2 separate regions of the Capra hircus genome follow, and region 2 is linked to region 1. Evidence: chromatin contacts called from public Hi-C data. All regions are on one chromosome and are shown on one strand. The core of a region is the stretch at or near the end of the contact, and the rest is flanking DNA. Distances in the headings are between cores, read along the strand shown. Region 1 holds the start of CSDC2 (cold shock domain-containing protein C2). Region 2 overlaps DESI1 (desumoylating isopeptidase 1).

Region 1 (5,955 bases), core at 968-3,467:
GGGTGTCCAGGGAACGGAAGACATTTCAGAGCAGTGTGGTACAGCAGAAAGAACAATAATAACGAAGCCAGAATTCTTGTGCTTTAATTCCAGCTCCGTTACCAGCTGTGTGGTGCTGGGTAAGTTTCTTAAACTCTCTGTGCCGAAGTTTCAGCATCTGTCAAGTGGCACCAACACCTTAGGAGGAGTGTACGTACCTTAAAGGGTTTTGTGGATTCAAGGCCGTGGAAGGCTAGGACGGGGCCCCACCGGTGGGCTGATCATCAGTAACAAAATGGGGATTTTAAAGTTCAGTTGGAACCGACAGGACTAAGGGGCTTCTCTCTCCTGACCCATCTCTACAGCCTCACCAAGTGAGGAAGGATTTCTAGGGGGTGAGCTTTTGAATTCTTGGGTTTTCACAGAAATAGCCTGCATGGCGGAGCCCCTGGTTTTAAGCAGATGATTTCTTTGTTACTCAGCTGCTGGTGGGTGGGTGGGTGGTGCCTTGGGCTGCTCATTTCCTGAATGAACAGCTGTGCCCTCTCGTCTTCGTGGAGAATAATCATAATACTACTTCAAACCTCAGCCCAGCCTCCTTCATTCACGCTCCCGGCTGCCTGGCAGCCGCAGCACATGCTCGCCCGCTGGCGGGGCAGGGAGGGCCTCAGAAGGGGAGGCTGGACGTGCAGGGATGGGTAAGGCCCTCGGCCCTAGTGTACAGCAGACCAAGCCACAGCGTCCTCAGAGCTGGCCTTTGAGGCCCTGCCTCTCGGCCTCCAGAATCATGGCCTACCTCTCCCCCCGCCGCGCCCCCTCCAGCCACACCAGCCTTCTTCCCAGTGCTCTGGCACGCGAGCACTCACACCCACCTGAGGGCCTTCGGACAAACCATCCCCTCTTCCCACAGTTCTCTCTAGACCCTGGCAAGACTGGCTGCTTTGTGTCACCAGAGGCTCAGCTTAAACATCATCACTCCAGAGAGGTCCTCCCTGACTACTTCTCTCTGCTGGCCCGTGATCCACCGTGCAGCCATCAGGACTCAAGGCTGGACCAGCTCCGGACCTCTCTACTTCAGGTACCGCCTTTGGGACTTCCTGGTGGCCCTGCAGCAGGGACTCTGTGCTCCCGATGCGGGGGGCCGGGGATCGACCCTGGTCAGGGGGCCAGAGCCCACATGCCAACACTAAGACTCAGCAGGACTAAATAAATACACAGATATTTTAAAAATATGTTTTAAAAAGTCACTGCCCTTGTGCCAGAGAAGTTCTCTTCCTGCAGTTCTGCCCACATCATTTGTCCATTGACTCCTACGTCACACAACTCACTGGTTCGCCCTCAGTGCCTCTTGCTAGCCACTTTTATTAGGTATTTGTATCTTTCTGGTCTCCCTTAAAACTCTCTGCTCCTTTTTATTTTAATAAGACTTCTTTGGAAAATGCCAGGCTGCGTCAGCTGTACTAAAGATATACGAAGGACCGACTTTCTTCTTTCCTGAGGAGAAGGGATGGGTAGGGGGACGAGGAGCCAGTCTTGGGGGGGGGCCTCCTCCAGCCAGGCTTGTACACAAGCTGCCCTGGAGCCTCCAACAGCCCCCTCAGCAAGGGCCTCCTTCTCTGCTTTCCAGAGCTCATGGGGGACCAGAGTCGTGAGAAGCTTGCCCAGGTCACCCAGCTTGGAAGCGCTAGGGCGGAGACTCACACCCAGGCCTTCCCAGGCTGTGGAGGCTGTGTGTGTGTGTGTGTGTGTGTCTGTGTGTGTGTGTGTGTGTGTGTATGTGTGTGTAGCTACCTTTCACTCCCTTAGGGGCCTCTTCAATTCAGTTCAATCCAGCAGAAACAGCTCAGGGTCTGCCACGGGCTAGACAGAGGAAGACATGAGTTCTTGCGACTAGACTTGCCCACATGGGTTCACTGAGGAGGAGCCCAGAGCCAAGGGAGGAGGGAGCTGTGGAGGGCAGGGGCCACTCTGCCGAGGGGACAGAAAGGAGAGGGAGGCTGGCGAGTCCCTGGGGCCCTGCTGCGGCCTCCACTCTTCCAGACTCACCGTCCACCCCACAGCCTCCTGGCAGACACACAGACAAACACACACACACACACTCACCACCCTCCTTGCTCTCTAACTGCCAGGAATGCAGGCTGTCCCCAAGCTCTTCCCCCTTGCATTCCTCAGCAGCTACTCCCACCTGGCAGGGCAAATTATACCCTGGCCTGGCAATAAAAGCCACTTTCCAGAAAAAGAAGCTTCGGGGCCCCCGAGAGACGCAGCTCACTCTCTCACACCGCCCGTGTCTGACTCAGGGGCCCGGTGTCCCTTTAAGCAGGGAGTACAAATTCCCACCCTGGTCCCTCCCTCCTGCTCTTCCTGACGTCAGGAGGAAGGCGTGTGTGAGTGAGTGAGGGGCCTGAGGTGCCGCATGCTCACACACACACACACACACACACACACACACACACACGGAGTCAGACACAGAGCACATCTCTCAGACCCATCCCTGCTCATCAGCTCCAAGCACGCCAGAGAGAGGCCGAGTCTGAACGGCTGCGGGAGGCTGTGTGGGACCTCGGCTGTCAGAGAGAGGTAAGGGGCTAGACCCTGGGGCCTCAGGCGCTCCAGCTCGGGAAACTGGCTTTAACGATGGGGGGGCAGAGGGAGGTGCAATGGCGGGGGGTGGGGTGCTCTGGGAAGGTGGGCCCCCTCCCCTGGGGCTGGCCCAGCCCAGTCCAGTTTACAGAGGAGAGGCAGGCATGTGTGAGCGTGGAAGAGCCCACCCGGCCATCCCGCCCCCCTCCCTTGCTCTGCCTGGCCCCCAGGGGAAGCTGAGGCTGCATGGTTCCCTGTGAAAGGGTGTGGGTATGTGCGTGTGTGTGTCTGGGACTTATGTCTGGCTCAAGAGGCAGAGAACAGCAGACACCTGCCAAGCTGTAGCCGCAGCCTCCTGTCTGGGAACCAGAGGGGAGAGAAATGACTGGAGAATAATTGGGTTCCTACCAGACGCTGAAAGCAGAGTGCAGCAGGGAGCAACATGGATCGTTCCCCCTGGAATTCGGGGCTGGGGCCAGGGAGGGACCGTCAGGGGTGGGGGGGGCGGGGTGGCCAGCAGACAGTTGGACCTGGAGCAGCTGTCTCATCCTGACTCTGCTTCTTCCGCGATGTGTTGGGGATAATTGGGCTAATTGGCTTGGAGAGGTGGCTCCACGCTTTTATTTCCCCCTTGGCCTTGGAGCCACCCCTACCAGGAGCTTTTGCTTCTCCCAAGGCCACTCCTCTCCCCTGCAGGCTGGTCTCGAGCTGACCTCCACCCTTGCCAGGGCGCAGCCCCTGGAGGGCAGGGGTGATCAGCCAGGGTCCACTGGATCCCGTGCCGTGGGATTCATGTACTCAGGCAGCCTTGGGTAGTAGTGCCAAGTCCCCAAGTGGCCTGACCCTGGCACAAGGAGTCCAGGCAGAGATAAGGGGTGATGCTGGCATCCACAAGGGAGACAGCAGGTTCCTGCCAATCTGCCAGCCTGCAGACTCTTCCCAGGGAGAGGGGAGGGGGCCGCGGGGAGCGAGAACAATAATAAATACAGACTGTGAACTGCCTCATCCGCTGGGGCTGGGGGAGGGGAGGAGGAAGTGCACCCGGGTAGAGGGTGGGCCACCTTTCCGAGAGCTCCAGGGGAGGCCTCTCCCTGGGAAGGGGGCTGTCTGCAGCCCCCTGGGGGATGGAGCGCCTGTCCTGCAGGCCTGGCTCTTTCTCAGAAGCCTCTGAGTCCACCAAATTCTGGGTATCTCCTCCCCTCAGCGTTTCCTTGAAGTCTTTTCCAAAAACATCTATTTCCCATATTTGCCCCGCCCTTCTGGGTCTGTCTGACCCTCCTCCAAAAAAAAACAACAAAAAGAAAAGACAGGTGTAAGTAGGAACCAGCTCACAAGGGCCTGGGAGAGGCCAGAGGACAATCTTGGCCACAGAGGTTTCTCCCAGGGATGGGCAGTGGTCACGGAAGTCCGCTGGCCGTCGGGGGAGCCTCCCTAGGAGGACCTCGGGGGTCCCACACTGCCGGCTGGTGAGGGAGGGAAACCCGCAGGCTGGTCTGGAGGCAAGTCCCCAGGAGTGGCACCAGCAGAGGGCGCTCAGGGCCTGGCTGAGCTGATCATACTGGTCACAACTAGCGCGGCCAGGACCTGAAGCCTGGTGGGAAGAGGAGGGCTCGGGGCAATTCAGACCTTTCTCCACACAGACTATTAAGATGGGAGACAAAAAGCAATGGGGCAGCTCTTCCCCTCTGCCCCAAGCCAGCAAAATGATGGGCACCAGGATAAGTGACCTGGCATTTGAGTTCAAGCTCAGCCACTCTTAAGTGTGACTTTGACCTGTCCATTCCTCTTTCCAAGGAGGGCTCAGAGTGGGAAAGCAACTTGCCCACGGTCATACAGCCCGGCGGGGCTGGGATGTGAGCAGGGCTCTCTCGTGGTGCCCATCCTGGCATTCATACCCTCACTAATGCCCACAAAGCCCAAAGGCCTTAATCATAGGAGCCCTCCAGGGCAACCTGGGGACATAACAAGGAGGAGAGTTAAAGGGTCTCAATTAAGCTCAAGTATTGGCTGGGGCAGTGCCCCCCCCCCCCAACGCCTGCCCCGTACACACACACACGCATGCACACAAACACACACACACACACACACACACACACGCTGTGGGAGAGGGAAAGAACCAGGTTTAATTAGGTCACCTCCAGCTGCTCCAGCAGCTTTGGCACTGATGTATTTTAAGGAGTGTCTGAGAGGCTGGGAGAGGGCAGGGGCACTGGGGAAGAGCCAGCTTCTGCCTGGTGGGCTTGAGGCTGTCTCCACGCCCTCCTCAGGCCCACCCTGGGTAAGCCCTCAAAGTCCGGAAAGCCCTTCCGCCATCACCCCGTGTTCCCTGTCCTTCCCCCTAAGCCATCAGACCCACGCCTCCCACTGTCTGTCCCTTCTCAGTGGGGGCTTGGGCTGGGATGCTTTTATGGAGGGAGTTGTTTTTAAGCTTGCCGTAGTTGGCAAGTGACTCACCCAAGGTCACGGTCTGAGTCAGCACAAAGCCAGGAATAGAACCCCAAGCCCCGTTCTTCCTTCTGCAGGGGCGGCAGGAGCTTGCAGGGACGCGCAGGTCCTCCCTCCCTCCCTCCTGCCTGAGGCCTCTGTCCCAGCCCCCCCAACCAAACATCTCCAGGATGCTAAAGTGCAGGCCCCAACTGGCTGTGTGACCCCAGCAAGACTCTTCACCTCTCTGGGCCTCAGTTTACTCCTCTGAAGAATGGGGTTATAATGATAATTACCTTGTAGGGCTGTTGTGAGGAATAAATGAGGAAAGGGGGCAAAGGGCTTGCACACCTCTTGGCACGTGGTTACTAATCCATCGATGGTGGCCATGATCTTGTTGTGACCAACCACCCTGTGTTCTGCTTGTCTGTCCGTTCCCCCCGGACCTGGGCTCTCTTAAGGCAGGGCTGTCTCTTCTGTTTGTTGTCCCAGTGCCTGGCAGTCACACTCAGTTACACGTGTGTTTTTGACAACCTCAGAGGAGAGGTGGAGTGACCCTCATGCGTCATCAGGATCAATGATGATTCATGTAGCCGAGGAGAAAATTGAGGTCCAGAGAAGGGCAGGTGCTTGCCCTAGGTCTCACAGCACCGGGTGGTTGAGCCAGCTTCGTTTCCCTGACCTGCCCAAAAGGAAAGGGATTCACAGGGTCAACAGAAGACTCTGACAGCCATCTCCTGCCCAGTTCTTTTGGGGGAGTGGATGATTGGAGGAGCCCCAACACCAGGCTGATGGTCACCTGCTGATGTGGCTGAATCACCTTCACAGCCCCATGATGCTGTATCAGGACCTTGCCTAGGGTTATCTCTGAACAGCTCTGCTGTTTTATTTTTCCCTCCCCTGGCCTTTTGTCTGCGGAATTACTGGGGCTTGATCTGCATGCAGGGAAATGAAGAGGAGCTTGGCTGG
Region 2 (5,955 bases), core at 1,941-4,440, 44 kb after region 1:
CTTCCACTTTGCTAGGGGCTTCAGATCTTCGCTACATGTTGGGTAGAGAACAAAGCCAGGGATGACACAGCATGTCTAACGTGTACCTTTGAATCAACAGAAACATCTTGCAAGGATGTTCACAAAACGTTAACATATCTTAGGATGATGGAATCTTAGATGACTTTTTTTTCATCTTTATACTTTCATGGGTTGCTTACATCTTCTAAATATATGTTATCTTTATACTCACATGAAAGTGCTTAGTTGCTCAGTTGTGTCCGACTCTTTGTGACCCCATGGACTGGAGCCTGCCAGGTTCCTCTGTCCATGGGATTTCCCAGGCAAGAATACTGGAGCAGGCTGCCATTCCCTTCTCCAGGGGATCTTCCCGACCCAGGGATCGAAACTGTCTCCTGCAACTCCTGCATTGCAGGCAGATTCTTTACCGTTTCAGCCAGCAGGGAAGCTCATATAATCCCAACTTCTTTCCTTTTGGAAAAAACAAACTAAGAAATCTAAGCACATCCAAATAGAGCTGGAACAGTACATTAAAAGCTCACAGAAGCGGGCCATGTAGCTGACAGCAGCCCTCAGTCCTGGTAGCTCTTGCCTTTGCGTGTTTCACAGGGGCTGTTCCATTTTTCTTGACATTCTAAGCGCCCGGGGGACAGGGACCAAACCAGTCTGAAGGGCTTCTTCACAGCTCCGGACACACGGCAGAGGTACAGTTCCCCTCACCTCTTGCCTGACAGCTATACTGTCCTCCTCCCTGATTTCCTGCTGCTCCTCTTGCCATCTGTCCACCCCAACTCCCCCGCCCCGTCTGTTCTCAACAGTGCAAACCAGTCACGTTGATCTTTGACCTACTGGGCCCACTCACTCTCCAGCTTCAACATCTCCCACCACCCCCTCTGCTCAAGTTCCATTCAGTCCCTCTGACATTTTCTCACTTGCTGCTGCTCTCTCTGCCTGAAATGCTCTTCTCTCAGATCTGCATTTTGTCATTTAGTTCTCAGATTTGTTTACTGTATTTTGAAATTAATTAAGCGTCTTAGTTGCCACACATAGGATCTTCTTTGTGGTGTGTAGGATCTAGTTCCCTGACCAGGGATAGAACCCAGCCCAGGGCAGTGAAAGTGCCAGATCCTAAGAACTAGACCAATTAGGTAATTCCCTGGACTAGGTTCCCCCTAAGGACTTCTGACCCTAAAAATGCCAGCTCTTGGGAAGCAAATATGTCAGCTAAAGCCACCCGCCCTGTGTCTTCTGGAAAGACAGAAACTCTTGCTCTTTTTAAATGTTTTTAATTGAAGGATAATTGCTTTACAATATTGTGATTTCTGCCAACATCAACATGAATCAGCCATGGGTATACATATGTCTCCTCCCTCTTGAACCTCCCTCCCGCCTCTTACCCCTTCTTGCTTTTTTTAAGCTAGCGCGTTGGAAAGGGGCAGTGCCTCAATGATGATGTCTCAGCTGGGTGGTGGTGAGAACATGGCCTGGATTCAAGAGCTCAGCCACTCGCCACCTCTGCACCCACTTGCCCATCTGTAAAATGGGACCAGTGCTCACATCTCACATCCATTGTGAGGGGAAGGTGCTCACTCCAATTGACCTGACTGAACCCGCAGACACTCACCACCAAGCTGATATGTCTGGTCATATCAGGGGTCATTCAGAGAGCTGTCCATCCACCCCAACACTTGTTCAGTGAGGTGATGGTAACAAGGTGGGGAGAGATCCCCGGGGCCACAGACCCAGCCTACAGCCAAACTGAAGCCAGAAGTGGACCCTTCTTGTGAGGTGGATGTCCTCTGAGGCCCCAGCACACCAGGCTTCTGAGCCTTTCTCCACCCCCAACCACGAGGTGACCTTAGGCTAGTCAAGCTCTCTCTGGGCCTTCTCCACCTTTATAGTCCAGTGGTGAGTCATAGATTCTTCCCTGCTCTCATCACTTTTTACCAGGAGGCGTAGAGCCGAGCAAGGGCAGCATGTCTAGACTCAGCAAAGCTAAGCTCAGAGGGAGACAGAAACAGCAGCAGCCTGAAGTTGCTTCACGTTGGCTTCAGACTCAGACCCTCAAGCAGCACACAAATGCAGCAGGCAGAAGTGAGTTTATTGCATTAGAAAAAATACCAAAGAAAACCAGCAAACACCTCCATACTAGACACAATTATTAGCTTGACTTCAAGGGTGGAAAGGAATTTCCAAGGTACAAACTTTATTTCTGGGAGGGGGGTGACAGTTTCATCCCCTCTCCTCCCCCTCTGCCCCTTTAGACCCATGGGTGTTGATGGGGGCGCCCCACTGTGATACAATCACACACGCCTCCTCTCTCATTCCGCTTGCCTGTGTGTGCCCAGGTGGAGCTAGCTGGTCACAAGCAGCAGGCTCCTGAGGTTCTGGGATACAAAGAAATGTGAGGATGGGGTTGGGGGTCCTAGCCTGAGCCTGGGCTTCCAGTTAGTGACAGTGGGACTAGGGTGGGGGAGGGAAGGTTTGCCTTCCTGCAGAGCTGAGGGGAAGGCTTCCTGCTCCCTCCATGTCCCCAGCAAGCCCTAAGGCACGGGCTTTGGCACAAATGGCTGTTGCGCATGAAGGGCGACTTTCCGTGAACCGAAGGACTCAAAGTCTCTCAGGGGAGCAGCTCAGGCTGACTTCGTGGTACGGCCCTGAGTCTGGAGGTGACTACTAGGAGGAGAGAAATCAACTGAGCCCGGATGTGGGGGAGGACAGAGAACAGGAGGAGCTTGTGAGGCCCATCATCCTCTGGCCAGAGCACAGCGCCGTGGGCAGAGGGGTCTGGAGCACGCGCCTGGAAGAGAGAGGGCTGGGCGAGGCGAGCTGAAAAAGGGACAGCACCTGGCTGCGCAGCAGAGCCGTGGCCTCCACCAGCATGCTGCCCTCCCAGAAGGAACCCGGCCTGAAACGCGTGCTCCACAGGCCAGTTCTGCCAGTCGGTCCACATTGAATAGCAGCCCTACTAGTTTCTGCTCTGACGTATCATTACCACGCACACTGGCAAATCAGTGGGTCTTGAGAAGGATTAAAGTGCTCACTGGTTTAGCTCCCAATCTTAAAAGTTCCAAAATGTCACTTGATAGCACAGCTCATCATCCTGGACGTGCCCTGCTCAGGTCACAGGCAAACACTAAGGCAGAGGAACATCTTTTCCTCCAGCTGAGACCTGACGACGCCAGCTGCCATGATAACGGCAGAGATGGGAGATGAGGCCAGACGTGAGCAGCAGCTCTTTGGAGAGGAAAGGCAGCTGCTGCAGGCCAGACCCCAGGAGAGAGAGGGTAATTCAAGTCTGAGAACTGGTGGGAGCCGCGGCAGGAGGGGCCCATGGAGGCCAGGGCTGGGGCTCAGGCACCAAGGAGCTCTGAGTTCTCCACATCCACTCTCCCAACTTAAGGGCTCACAGGAAGCAAGAGAATCTGAAAGCCTCTCCAGGTTAGAAACTTCCAGATTGTTCCCTGCCTTGAAGCTCCTGGCCAACAGCCCTTTATGAAAATGGCCACTCACACCCTCCATCTTGCTTCCTTCAAGTCAGGACACCAGAAATAACACGTGCCTGCAAAACACATTTAGGATACTATAAAAGTCCCTATCAGAAATAACTCTACATTTCCTTGCCACCTTGATTCTGCATTATTATGCTTTCTACATCAGGGACATCTTCCAAGAGCAGGGAATAATTTCCTCTTGGTCCCTAGCTGAATACTGCATATTGGTCTAGGTGGGGTGGGTACAATGACTGTCAATAACCTACATTATTACTTACAGACAAAAGGCCTGGGTCTCTGCTGCTCCAGACCTTCATTAACTGTGACAGGTTAGCTACACGGAGGGAGAGCAGACTGTAGACAGCAAGGCAGGCTCTCCTAGAGCGATGTCAGAGGACTGGCCATCAGTCTAGGCGGAAGGGGGCATGGCTTTATCCTGTTTCCTCTGGACTGGCACTTGCTGTTACTCTCCCCGCATCCTGAGGCTTTTGGTTGCTCCAGTCCGGGCCCCCTGGCCTTGCTGGGGGAGGGGAGGGAAGGCGAGAGAGATCGTGGCTAGAGTTCACTTAGGTTGGGTGAATTTCCCTGAAACTGGCCCCATGTGCACCAATCCTTTAGTTCATTTCATGGTGGCGAGTAACCACTTCCAGGTCACGGATAATGTGAAACTCACCTGGGTCCCACAGCAGGTGGCAACCTGGGTGGAGTATGGGCATTCTCTACAAGGAGGTTCTGGGCTGGGTCTCCCCCAAACGGTGCCTCTTGCTTAAACAAAGCCCCTCCCTTTCTCCAGTGGGGAGGACGCTTAGGAAGCAGCGTCAAAAGTGAACTCACAGACAAGAGAGCCTTAATAAATTAGTATAATACTATTAGAAGGGATGGCATTTTGTTCTGTGTCTTAGGAGCTGTGTCCTACATGCAGCCTGGTGACTTCCTTCCCTGGGAAATTTAAAAAGCCGTCCCCTGGTTGTTAGCTCTGATGTAAAATTATAAAATAGAAATCTGGTAGGGTTTGTTTTGTTTAAAAAGGAAAAGCCCTGGTGAGGCAGGGCGGTCCCATGCAGTCCGGTTAGCTCTGGCCATTGGGTCGGCCCACCGGGCTCCCTCCGGGAGGCTGGATCGCAATGGAGTCCAGGAAGGGCCTCAGGGCCTGTCCGAAGGGCCTGCGGAGAGAAGAGACACGGGTGCTCGGGTGGGCTTGTGAAATGAGAAAGTCAGAAATGAGGAAGGCACACAGTTGGACTTCGGGGGGACTGGGGTCTTCTGGGGGTATCGGCAGTACTCAGGAAAACTGACAGGTGCAGGCTGTCAGAAGGTGTTGATGCCACTGCCCAGTTTGCTCTCAGAGTAGCTTAGCTGGAAAAAAGACTGCAGACACTGTAGTTTTAAGACACTTTCCAGGACTTCCCAGGTGGTCCAATGGTTAAGACCCCCTATTTCCAATGCAGGGGATGTGGGTTTGATCCCTGGTTGGGGAACTAAGATCCCACATGCTGCGTGGCACAGCCAAAAATAAAAAAAGAGACTTTCCAAGATTACTACAACTTTAAATTGGGTTGCCTGCAAAATATCTCAGTTATTGGCTTTCTTTTTTCTTCAGTGGCTACTGCCATTTTTGAAAACCATCCCTGAATTCAAAGGAAGTGAAAAATTCTAAAGCATAAACAGAGGAAACCAAGAAATAGTAAGCCTAATTCAGACAAGTCCAGGAACTCCATGCATCAAATAATAGCAGCGAGAACACTCCAGCTACTCAGGGCCCATAACCTAGATCCTGCTGTGGGGTTTAACACGCCCACTAAGGAGTAGGAAGGCAGGGCCAGGGACATGGGGCTCTCCTCGCTGGCTGGACACTGACAACAGCCTTGTTTCCTGAGGGGTTCTGACTCAGGTGTGAAGGATAGCTCACCTTGCTGAGCCTGCTAAACTTGTCAGGATCTCTGCTGGACAGGTCCTCAGTTCAGAGTAACTGAGTCAGAGTCAGGAAATGGGCCTGGTCGTGCAGTGGGCAGAGGCTGCCTGAACGCAAGGGGAGGGAGGGGTACGATGGCACTGAGTATGCATGTCCCCTGAAAAGACACTGCCTGGATGGTGGTCACAGAGCTTGGACCACATCAGGGTGGGAGGGGCTACAGAGTGTTTTTGAAGAAAACATCTACTGAGGGCTGTCTATGTGCTACGAGGTACAAGGTTGACTGGGAGGTTGTCTTTGAGGACGTCAAAGACCTCAAGGTGCAAGGGAAGAAAGACAGACAGTTTCAAAACAAGTCCCCTAACTAATCTCTGACTTACTCTGCTCGTCCATCTAAACTGCCTTTTAACTGGGCACTTCTGGGGAGTGGCAAGCTTCATGTACAATGGGAAAGACAGATGCCAGGATTCTGTACAAACACTGGTGCCGGCATCAAGTGGGTTTCTAAGCTCTGCAGTTGCACTCAGGCCACCCTCAAGAGGAGGGTGA

Evidence for each region. Hi-C and Micro-C count contacts between places; a contact is called where the count stands out from the background.
Region 2: a contact with region 1 is called in a Hi-C map of blood, with 5 times the contacts expected there. The contact joins the enhancer-like site here to the promoter of CSDC2 in region 1. A contact is called at or near these places in 2 of 5 Hi-C or Micro-C datasets (blood and liver).

The regions. Positions count from the first base shown.
Region 1 is chr5:111,568,692-111,574,646 of ARS1.2, forward strand. It overlaps CSDC2 (cold shock domain-containing protein C2), which reads left to right and starts at 2,218. Exons shown (of 4, transcript XM_005681114.3): 1 at 2,218-2,559.
Region 2 is chr5:111,611,656-111,617,610 of ARS1.2, forward strand. DESI1 (desumoylating isopeptidase 1) reads right to left here. Exons shown (of 7, transcript XR_001918130.1): 6 at 3,773-4,657; 7 at 2,081-3,562. Among named protein-coding and RNA genes, the nearest start is that of PMM1, 19 kb to the left of the region's middle. Within about 2 kb of position 3,191, at least 2 of the 5 cell types and tissues checked have an H3K27ac peak or open chromatin away from gene starts, as enhancers often do.